Linked DNA regions of Mus musculus: region 1 is linked to region 2. Evidence: chromatin contacts called from public Hi-C data. All regions are on one chromosome and are shown on one strand. The core of a region is the stretch at or near the end of the contact, and the rest is flanking DNA. Distances in the headings are between cores, read along the strand shown. Region 1 overlaps Ocrl (OCRL, inositol polyphosphate-5-phosphatase). Region 2 holds the start of Ocrl (OCRL, inositol polyphosphate-5-phosphatase).

Evidence for each region. Hi-C and Micro-C count contacts between places; a contact is called where the count stands out from the background.
Region 1: a contact with region 2 is called in a Hi-C map of embryonic stem cells, with 2.2 times the contacts expected there. The contact joins the enhancer-like site here to the promoter of Ocrl in region 2. A contact is called at or near these places in 7 of 484 Hi-C or Micro-C datasets (cortical neurons, embryonic stem cells, granulocyte-monocyte progenitors and 2 more), 1 of 115 datasets of contacts at active chromatin or transcription factors (embryonic stem cells) and 3 of 9 other capture datasets (adipose tissue, liver and pancreatic islet).

What each region holds. Positions count from the first base shown.
Region 1 is chrX:47,946,066-47,952,307 of GRCm38.p6, forward strand. Ocrl (OCRL, inositol polyphosphate-5-phosphatase) reads left to right here. Exons shown (of 24, transcript NM_177215.3): 16 at 938-1,048; 17 at 1,642-1,807; 18 at 2,060-2,295. Among named protein-coding and RNA genes, the nearest start is that of Ocrl, 37 kb to the left of the region's middle. Within about 2 kb of position 3,851, at least 10 of the 459 cell types and tissues checked have an H3K27ac peak or open chromatin away from gene starts, as enhancers often do. A contact at or near this core is called in embryonic stem cells, where this site is marked.
Region 2 is chrX:47,911,190-47,916,630 of GRCm38.p6, forward strand. It overlaps Ocrl (OCRL, inositol polyphosphate-5-phosphatase), which reads left to right and starts at 1,267. Exons shown (of 24, transcript NM_177215.3): 1 at 1,267-1,502; 2 at 1,780-1,859; 3 at 5,286-5,365. The coding sequence starts at 1,464.

The DNA of each region.
Region 1 (6,242 bases), core at 2,601-5,100, 37 kb after region 2:
AAGTTCTTTGTGGGGCTTTCAAGACAGCATCTATCTTTAATCCCAGCACTTGAGTGTGAGGCCAGCCTGGTCTACAGAGTGAGGTCCAGGACAGCCAGAGCTAAACAGAAAAACCCTGTCTCAAAAAACCAAAAAAAAAAAAAAACAGTTATATCAGGTCATTGGAAGTCCTGTGTGATCTGAAAACTTTCTTAACCCATTCTTTAGTCCAAATCACTTGTCTGTTGCCATGGTTTTACTCTAGGACATCTTGTGGTGTCCTTTGTCTAAAGTGCTCGTTGCTTGCACTTACTAGCGCCATGCAGCCCCTTTTCTGTAGTCTGAGCAATTATCTGATTCCTGCAAATGGCTGTGGCCACGGATGGACTTAAATGCTTTAATCACACTTTTCTGCACTTTTACTATTTTATGCCTGTTAAAAAAATAAAAGAAAATAGCAGTGAATGTATTTTAGCTGTCATTTTAGACACTGCAAGAAATCATTTTTACTGCAATTATCCCATTTTCTCCACAGTCAGATAATTAACAATGGAACAAAGAAAAATCCTTGCCAAATATGTACTATTATCAAGCTTCTTACAGATTGGACTTTTCCAGAAATTTAGCTAATTAACCTTACCTTTCCCCTAAAGTGTTTTTTATAATGCCTATTATCTATATAATGCCTATTAATTTAGGTCTTTTTAGTGACTTTTAAAATTTGCTAGAGACTGCTAGGTGGTGGTGGTCCATGCCTTTAATCCCCCCACTCCGGAGCTTTGAGTGAAAGCTAGAGTTATGGATGAAGCAGGTTAGTAAAGTTTTTGAGGGCGTTGAACATACTATAGTTTATTTTCAAGCTGCTCCCATAATGCCCAGTTTTAGATTATTAGATAATCTCTGATGGAGATGAGCTGTGTACATATGAAGCTAAAAATGGTGCCTTCATCCCCATTAGGTGAAGGTTGTGGATGAGCGGAGGTATCGGAAGGTCTTTGAAGATATCGTCCGCATTATGGACAGAATGGAAAACGACTTCCTTCCTTCATTAGAACTTAGCAGGAGAGAGGTGAGCCGAACTGCACAGCTTCCTGTCTCCTGTCCGTTCTAGTCAGCACTAAGAAAACCGTGTTACTTCAAAGGGCATCAAGGTTAAAATCATCGTCATCAGTGTCAGACTGTCTGCGTCCTAGTCTCATTTGCAGTTTGGTAGATGCAAGAGCACATGAAGTGCTGCACCTTCTCAGAGATTCAGCTCCCCTTTCTGGATCACATGAGTTAAATAATACATGATAAGCTCTTACAGTAGCACCTAGCAGCTTGGAGGCCATCTTATTTGGTGCTTAGTTCATATGTCTGGGGGAACAGAGCTCAGTCAAAGAATGAGCACCCTGGACATGATCATGTTCCTCTCAGGATCCCTGGAACAATCAGAGTAGCCTTGAACAGGGTCAAAAGTTGCCTAACGCCTTCTCTGCTGGCATGAGCTAAATCATGTATGAGAGTCAATGCTAGGAAGTTGTCTCGGTCTATGAGTACATGTGGTAGTTATATATCTGATTAATGATTACCTTATTCTTGATTCATATTGTCTACAAATAATCCAACTTACTTCCCCTACTCCGCATGCATGGTTGTGTCTGTCTGTTTGTTATTCCCCAGTTTTTTTTTGAGAATGTGAAGTTTCGGCAGCTGCAAAAGGAGAAGTTCCAGATCAGCAACAATGGACAGGTTCCCTGCCATTTTTCTTTCATCCCTAAGCTTAATGACAGCCAATACTGCAAGCCATGGCTTCGAGCTGAACCTTTTGAGGGCTACTTGGAGCCAAGTGAGTTTCCCCTTTACCACTGTCTTCTTGCCACACACAACTCCTCAAGCCTCCCACAACCCTGGCTTAAATTAACTTCTTGTTCTCTAATCACTTGTCTCTCACCTGCACTGTCCTGATATTGGTGATACCTCTGTTGTGTGTCCCATCTCTTCCCTGTTGTTGCCTGGTAGTTCTGTTTTTTGCTTTGGAGCAGAATTGCTTTTCCACAGGAAAGATCTGTGCTACGATGCACCATCTCTTTCATTTCAGACGAGACCTTAGACATCTCCCTTGATGTATACGTCAGCAAAGACTCTGTAACCATCCTGAACTCCGGTGAAGATAAGATTGAAGATATTCTTGTCCTCCATTTGGATCGAGGCAAAGATTACTTCTTGACCATCGGTGGGAATTACCTCCCAAGTTGCTTTGGAACCTCATTGGAGGCTTTGTGCCGAATGAAAAGACCAATTCGAGAAGTTCCTGTCACCAAACTCATAGACCTGGTGAGACACATCCTCAGACAGCAACCTTCTTTACATTTAATTTGCATGTTTTGCCCCATTATTTCTGTGCCTTCTCTCTTCTTCTGGGGTCATGGGAACTGACAAATGATAGAGGAGAATGTCACTTTATCTAAGCACTACTTTGATTAAATTAAGCCTAGGAGGGAAAAGGAAAGTCTACTCTGTAGTTAAGTCTTGTTGGGACCATAATAGATAATATATTGTACTTCCAAAATGAGCTCAAAGGCCCCCTCTCCAAGCTGTGCTCACTAAGCTCATCACACTTACATAAATTGGCATGTATGCTAGGTGTGGTAGGTGCACCATGCATTATTCTTCTCATTGTGCTTACAGGAAGACTGAGGCCCAAGGGATTCACTTGCCCATAGTCAGATGAGTTAGTGACAGACCCAGATTTTCTGACTCCAGTATTCCTCCCTACAGTATATCAAACTCCAGTATTCCTCCCTACAGTATATCAAACTCCAGTATTCCTCTCTACAGTATATCAAACTCCAGTATTCCTCCCTACAGTATATCAAACTCCAGTATTCCTCCCTACAGTATATCAAACTCCAGTATTCCTCTCTACAGTATATCAAACTCCAGTATTCCTCCCTACAGTATATCAAACTCCAGTATTCCTCCCTACAGTATATCAAACTCCAGTATTCCTCCCTACAGTATATCAAACTCCAGTATTCCTCTCTACAGTATATCAAACTCCAGTATTCCTCTCTACAGTATATCAAACTCCAGTATTCCTCTCTACAGTATATCAAACTCCAGTATTCCTCGCTACAGTATATCAAACTCGGCTGCTGATGAGAGCAGAGGCTGTTATGGATGCTTACAGAGCTTACATCATAGTCCCTAGGGGTGCTTACTGCAAGTAGAGGCTCTCCCCTGCCCCATTCACCACTGGTAATAGAATCTTAAGACATGGAACCTAGGAGTCGGCATTTTTTACCCCTTTGGTAACCCTGGCTGGACTTGAATTTCCTCTTCAACTGAGAATTAATTTAAACTTCTGATCTTCCTGCCTCCACCTCCCCAGTGTGGGATCACAGGTATAGCCCACCATATCTGGTTTATGGAGTATTGGGGACTAAATCTAGGGCTACTTGCATGTGAGGCAGGGCCTCTACCAACTGAGCTATAAATTCAGTCTATAGATGGGTATAACATGTACTGACGCTTCTTCACTTAATGTGTGTGACTCAAGAAAGAAAAAAAAAAGAATTATATCCACCCCCTTTCACAAGCCAAGCTACTAGATAATGTCTCTATTCTTATGTGGGAAAAGCATATTATTTTCAGTTTAAAAAAAAAAGATTGAATAGCAAGCCATCCTATTAAAAATTTTTCTGCTAAATGAAACTATTGTTAGATTTGTGTACAGATTGGCACTTAGCTTTTTTTTTCCTCCAGATATAATGAAGGGAAGAGCCAAGGGTTACCATTTGTATATAAAATCACAATGGTGCTCAGGCCTGGGAATAGCCAGTGATTGTATGGTCCATCAGGAAGGGTTAGAGCTGCCGCAGCCTGCTGGCTTGTCTGAATGTAATCTGTGCGGTTGCCATGGAACCCTTGCACCTGTGACTCAGAGAGCACATTCCAGCGCTGGAATGTCATTTGTTTCCATAGAGCTCTCATGATGGAAGGTTTTACCTGTGTTTGAAAGAAAGCCCTTTTCTGCAGAAATTCATATCCTGTCATTCTGCTATTTCTTGAAATTGTTTTTCTTCTACCACCAATTTTTTTATGGAAAACAATTATACAGTAGTGTCTGATCGTGCTTCCCCTCCCCCAGCTCCTCCGGAATCCTTTCCACCCCACCCAGTCACCTAACTCCACACCCTTTCTTTCTCTCTGTCTTTAGAAAACAAACAAGTAGGCAGACAAAACAGACTATAATTTTTTAAAGAAAAAAAAACAAGAAACACATACAAACAAAAGCCATAAGCACACAGACATCATAATATACAGGTAAAAGACCAGTAGAACAAAAAAAAATTGCTCAAAGCAGTATGAGACAAAAGGCTTATTTTTATCAAAGTCAGCAGCAGCATTATAGTGCCCTGGCCATAATTTTTCCATGTTCTGGGAATGACTGGGAGGCTCAACCAGCTTTAAAAGCTCTTACTATCTATTAAATATATTATCAGGCAATTCAATCACATTTCCCCATAAATAGAAAGTATATAAAACTATTAGAAGAATCTTGGCTCTGTATAGAGCCATCTTCCCTCTTCTAAGACATAATTGGTTCAAGGTTAAAGAAATAGAATCTTGGTTATCTATAATTACAGAATGGCGTTTTTGGCTTTTGTTTTTTGTTTGTTTGTTTGTTTGTTTGTTTGTTTGTTTGTTTTGGTTTTTTTGAGACAGGGTTTCTCTGTATAGTCCTGGCTGTCCTGGAACTCACTCTGTAGACCGGGCTGGCCTCGAACTCAGAAATTCGCCTGCCTCTGCCTTCCGTGTGCTGGGATTAAAGGTGTGTGCCACCACACCTGGCTGGCATTTTTTTAATTAAATTATGTATTCATGATCATTTGCTTATTTTGAAAGTTTGTATTTTGGAGGCCTTAGGGTTCTCATTCTTACCACGGCTTATTGCGTTTCAGTATTATTAAGTTATTGAATCTCATCAATGAGGAAATTAGCCATATTGTTAAGAGGCAGTAAACAGGAATCTAAAATAGTCACACCCCTTTTCTGAACACCTTTCCTCTTGCTTCAAGTCCAGAATACTTCCTTAGGTCTTATGGTTTTTCCAGGACTTGACAGGATATTTCAAAGCCCATGAGACGATGGTTCTAATACTAGTACATGTCCTCTATTGTATTGTGTGCTATAAATTCATGGTGGAGCCGGAAGTGGGTTCAGTACATGTGCTCTGTCTCCCTGTACTGTTTCGGAATGATTCCAATGTTCCACTTACTTCCTACAGAACTACCGAATTCAAAATGAGATCATTGGCTTGAATCTTTTTGTTCTTCCAACCATTCTTAATAAGAAAGATCCTACAATGCCTAGGATAGTAGGAATTAGCTTAAGAGGGAATGGATAAGAATTACTTGCTGTTGTGACTTTTTTGGGGGGGTGGGGGTTCAAGACAGGGTTTCTCTGTATAGCCCTGGCTGTCCTGGAACTCACTCTGTAAACCAGGCTGGCCTCGAACTCAGAAATCCGCCTGCCTCTGCCTCCCAAGTGCTGGGATTACAGGCGTGCGTCACCACTGCCCGGCTTGTTGTGACTATTTTTATTCTTTTTCAGAACAAAGGTCTATTTTTCTGATTAACTAACATGTTAACTAGAGAATAATCATCAATATTTATTACATACTGGATATAAAGTAGTGTGGAGATGATGTGAGTTTCTGTAATTTAGTGGCCATGAAGGTATCCTTGCATGCACAGTCTAGCTAAATCCTAAATCATGGTTAAAAGAAAGTTTCATTCAAGATCATTTGGCTAATGTTCACTATATTTGGTTGTCAATATTTTGGGAAATGACTTAAACTGAATGTTGTGGAGATTATAATTTGTATTCACAATAGTTGCCTTTTTGTAGGTTCTGTAGGGTAGAGGCAGGCAGTGGTCTGGAGATCAAGAGATGCACTTCTGCTTGAGCCAGAGATTACCTAGAACCTTCAGGAGACTTTGAGGACTAATACAAAGTTGTAAGTTGGCATATTAGAAGGGACCTTCTGATGTTGCACATAGAATGAGCTAATAGAAAAAGAGACCAGGCTTGAAGTGCCAGAGCTGGTTAAGGATTTTGGCTGCAAGTACAAACATGAAAAAAGAGGAAAGCTGGGTGGAGACCATGCCAATGAGGAGAGGGATAGGTATAAAGTCTGAGAGAAGAACGTGCTGACTCAGCTGATGCCAGTGATTGTTTCTCTCTCTTTATCTTACTGATCTAATGACGCCTTTCTT
Region 2 (5,441 bases), core at 17-2,516:
AGATATCCTGAAATTAATTTCCCTTTTCATGGTGTGAGATGAAAATCAAATTTTACAATTTTACATGTGGAAAAATCAATATCCCAAGTGTTATTTAGTGAAGAATAGATTCTTCCCTCACTGATAGGAAATGACATATATACTGAGTATTAATCTTCTATAAGCCTGTGGGTGTATTTGAGCGCTATATTCTCCATTCCACTGGTCTGTATTCAAACAACTGAAATAGTAGCACTTTTGGTGGCTTTCAACAGAGAAGAAAAGTTAAAGGAGGGGCTGGAGAGATGTGTCAGCCCTTAAGAGCACTGACTGCTCTTCTGAAGCTCCTGAGTTCAAATCCCAGAACCACATGGTGGCTCACAACCATCTGTAATGAGATCTGATGCCCTCTTCTTGGGTGTCTGAACAAAGCAGCAAGAGGGCTGGGCGAGTGGGGCCGGAGCAGTCTGAAAACAGCTACAGTGTATTTACATATAATAAATAAATAGATCTTAAGAAAGAGAAAAAGAAAGAAAGAAAGAAAGAAAGAAAGAAAGAAAGAAAGAAAGAAAGGAAGGAAGAAAGAAAGAAAGAAGCTAGCTTAAAGGAGAAGTGCAACTAACAGGATTTCTTTGGAGGGAAATTCAGTAACCCAGATGGGATATCATAGTAGAGTGATGGCGGGGGGGGGGGGGTGGGGGGTGGGGAGGAGGAGAGAAGATAAGAGGAAGATAGCTTGTAGCTTTAAATTTCCGGGCTGGTGGCAGAGTGAAAAGGTGAGTTAGTTTTGTCAATGAGAAGTATTTTCACAATGGGCTACACTAAGAGGCCTAGACTCACCCTGTGTGCTTGAACTTTATACACTTGGAAGTCACCTGGAGAGGATGAAAAATGGGAAATAGAAGAACAGAAGGCTGAGCTATGAGTCATTTTCCAATTTAGGGGATAGAAGAAAGAAATGGAAAGAGAAAACACCTTAAACGATGATCAATAGAAGGCTTCATAACCTTCAAAACCTTAAGGATTTGGGGGTGGGAGAATAGTATGCTTGTGGGTCCTATAGGCCCAGTTCAACTGGTGTAGCAGTTTCTTTTCTCTGAGCATCTTCAAAGTCCTCAGATCCCTTCTAGGATGTTGCAGATAGCAATTTGAAGAGGGACCTGCTATGGAGTCCCCAAGTCCTTCGGGTGCCTAGCTGCAGTTCCCCAGGTTGGCCGCAGGGGGCGAAATCTGCGGCGGCCTGGCAGGCGGGCGGGGGCGGGAGGCGCCGCTCTCTCTCTCTGGTCAGTCTCTCTCCTCCCGGCTCTAAAGCTCCCCGGCTGGCTCCCGGGCTCCCGGGTTCCCGGGCTCCCGGGCTTCCAGGCTCCCAGCGCTGGAGCCCTTCCTCTCCGCCTAGGCGAGGCAGGCCGGCGGCAGGCCGCAGGAGGTGGTGTCGTGGAATCCGCTGGCAGTCCGCAGCCCCGCAGAGCCTGGAGGCCGCCCTGATGGAGCCGCGGCTCCCGATTGGAGCTCAGCCCCTGGCAGTATCCGTCTGAGAGAAGGGGGGAAGGGGAAGGGAGGCCGTAAGGGCGTGGGGTGCGGGTTGGGGTGCAGCATGTCCTAGGGCGAGCAGAGTAGGGAAAGGGGACCTGCTCAGGAGTGGACGCTGGGATAGCTGAGGAGAGCTGACGATATGAGTCTGGCCCCGCGTCACCCCAATTTGGCTGCGTTTGCAAAAAAAAAAAAAAAAAAAAAAAAAAAAGAAAAAGAAAAGAAAAGAAAGAAAAAGAAAAATTAGAGATCCTTGACCAGTGCCTGCATATGGTGGCGGGTTTGGAGATGAAGGGTCCCCTCCGGGAACCCTGCGTCCTGACCCTAGCCCGGAGGAATGGGCAGTATGAGTAAGTAATCTGACTCCCACCGAGGAGAGCGCCTTCTTCTATAAACCTCCTTGAGCCTGAAACCGCAGGGAGCCACCCACCTTGGCCAAGAGGGCAACAGGTTCACAGCTAGGTGTGTAGAGTGAGCTGCCTGAGCCAGGGCCTCCCACCCCCAACTTCTAAGCTACTAGATAACTCCTGGGCCCTGTGGCTCAGTGGATGGACTCAATGGACAGGAAAGCAGGAAGCCTGGGTTCTTAGTTCCTTCACCCTGTCTGTAACTGACATGCGTTGTGTAACCCAAGTTAATCAAGCTTTCTGAGCCTTGGTTTCCTCTTGAGTTGAATAAAACCATAAACTGTCTTATGGCTATTGGAGATAAAACTGGGGGACCACCCAGGCAAAAGTGGCTTACAAGTAAAAGTGCAATGGAAATGCTATGTTGCTAATGTTACAGACATGTCTTTTTTCCCATTCAACTGGTTCTTCCTGTCCCCAGATCCTCTTTTTTTTTTCCGTTTGCTTGAAGGCAAATGCATTAATTCACTAATGTGTTGGCGCAGGGCAGCCACTGTCGCACTGGACCGGACTATTTGGAAAGCAAAGTTAATGAAATGTGTAGAAACAGAATGGCATTTGACATTTTTCTCAGTGCATGTCACCTCCAACTCTTCCTGGGATGATGGCAGCTCAGTAAATACAGATGACTGATTGAGCAGATGATTATTTTCATAAGCAGTCACCACAGCTGCTAACCTTGCCCCCTTGCCACTAATACTTCATCTTTAAAGTTTCCACGGTGACCGTTTCATATCACAGTGCCCTATCGCTGTATATGTGCAAGCTACTTCCCTTGGTTCACTGGTTTCTGGGAATAGATTTTTCCCCCCAGTTTAACAGGTATTGATCACTTAGTTCCTACCATCTCTTAACACTGGATTCTGCATGAAAAAGTGTCTTGGACTCTACTTTTAAATCCTTGGTCCCAGGCTGTCTAATTCACAAAGAAGGAAAGTCCCACTAGCCTGGCCTGAACGTAGCTGCAGCTATGGGTGCTATTATAACTGATTATCATCTAGGTCCATGAAGTAGCTCGTCCCTAGATCCTGCTTGGTTGGTCCTGTTGATGTAAGAAATTCATGTTATTTTCCGTAGACTTGATAAAATCCAGGAAGACTAGTTTAGTAAGAGTACATTCAATAGAATAGTGAATTAAAAGGTGCAATTCCACGTGGGAAAGGTAGAAATGGTGTGTAGAAGTGTAACCTGCACAAACAGGTAGATTCTGTGTATCTTGGTTTCCTCTTCTATAAAACCCAAAGTTTTAAGAATTGACTGGGACAGCTACACTGTTGGAATAACCACAACACAGATATTTGTCCCCTGGGTCAGTGGGTTTAGAACTCTACTAAGAGAGCCAGCAGCCGGTTATGAAAAGTAACTCGTTCTGTCTAAGTTCTTGAACTAGAACTTTTAAACTTGGCAAGGGGAGGGCTCTTTTCTAGTTCCCCACAGAGAAATTAAATCCCTGTGTTTTGAGTCCATATAACTAATAAAAGGATAGCCCACAATTAACGAGATGGCTTGAAGACTGTTAAGCACTTATCATGCTCCTTTACAGGTACAGACATAGATGTGAAGTGGCTTACTCAGAGTTACAAAGCTGCATAGCTGAGATCCAAATCCATGAGGCATAGTTAAGAATTCCACAGCGAAAATTTCTACTTTTTGCTTTTGAGACAGTGTATTTTTTTGGAGGTAGCCATAGCTGTCCAGGAACTGACATTGTAACCAGGCTGGCCTCAAAGTCAGACATCTGTCTGCCTCTGCCTCCAGAGCACTGGGATTAAAGGTGTGCACTAGCATGCCCAGTAGAGAACATTCTTTTGAACTGAAAACACCTAATATATAGTACCACTTATAAGCCCTAAAGATTTTTTTCATCTCTGACCTAGATCCCCAAAACTTTTTACATTTGGCCTTTTTGTCATTAGAACTTGAAGCCATCACCGTGTTTGGCTCTGTGCTTCTGAATATAGAGCAGCTTTTGCTTGAAAGACCAAAATGAAAAGGGGGTGGGGGGGTTGTTTTTGGAAACAATCAAATCCTTAAAAGAACTTCATTATTTCTCCAAGGACTTTCATTTCAAAATCCACCTCTGTTTATAGTGTAATGAAAGTTGTTCACTTATTCAACTAGTAACCATTGAGTATCTGTTAAACTGTAGACAAAACTGAAGAGGGTCTTTGCTCTCACGGGGCTCCCATATAATAAATATAACTGCTCTTTAAGTGTTCTATTGGAGGGCCAGTCTAAGGGGATAAGACTACTGGTCTTCTTGGGAATATGTGGAGAAGGCTTTACAGAGGAGGTGGTATTTGAACTGGGTCTCGGGAAGAAAAGATGTATTCTTGTTAAAAAATAAAAAAATAAAAAAATAAAAAACAAAAGGAAATAAAGACACCTGACGAGTACCCAATGTGGAGAAGCCAGTTGGTGTTTAGAATGTCTGTTTACCAATTAGGAAATACCTTGATTCTTCCCCACTAGGAAGTAAAAAAAAAAAAAAAAAATTAAGCTCAGCATGGTAGTGTGCATCTGTAATCTGTGCAATTTGGAGTCTGGGCAGGAAGATGATGTATTTAAGATCAGCGTAAACTATATAGTGAGTTATAAGCCAGCCTGATCTGCAATACTGAAAGCCTATCTCAAACATTAATGTTTAAGGAATGAATAGAAGGGAATTTTAGAGTCTTGCATTTCATACTTGGGAGCCAAATTCATTCGTGTCTGCATAAAAATACCAGTCTAAAATGAGAAAGCAGAGGACATGCACACAAAGGGTATCAAGGGAACCCATGCAGGAATTGTGCTATCTCTTCAGCTGCTAGTATTCTTTTGGCTGGCCCAGGAATGAGTCTTTTTACTCATTTAGTAACTTACATGTATGTGTGAAAGTAGCAGCACCCTTCTTTGGTCAAAGACATGAAACTGTACATGAAAAGCTAATGAATGAGTTGTCTGATTCATTGATTCAATGCACAGGAATGTCTGAGATATGCCAAGCTCTACACTAAGCACTAGAAATACTGTAACAGAAAGATAGCCACAGTCCCAGCCAACAACAAGTTCCCTTCGGCTGTAAGTTCTTCAGTCTGGTGTTCATACAGGGAAGGTATGTAACTTGCAGTACATGCTCTTAAAACTGTGTTTAGGATATAGACTATTGTACATTCTTTACGTGTGTGAGGCAGTTTGGGTGTTCAGGTACTGATCACCTTTCAGCCCTTGAGCAACATCTAGCAATCATGATGCTAAGATCGGGTGGACTCGATGCAGCAAGTCTGATAAACACAGATTATATTTGTGTAGCAAGACAGCAATGTTTTGTTGCTAGAGATTAGGCATTTTGGTAGCTGTTCGTTGATACATTCTTCTGTGTTCTAGGTTAATAATCCAGTTGCATGGAAAGGAACAACATGTTCAAGATATCATTCCTATAAATAGCCACTTCAGATGTGTTCAAGGTACTTGCTTTAATGACTTAGCTAGTTTTATAAGGCTTCTCCTTAGCCGTTAATGCAGTGTATAATGTCACACATA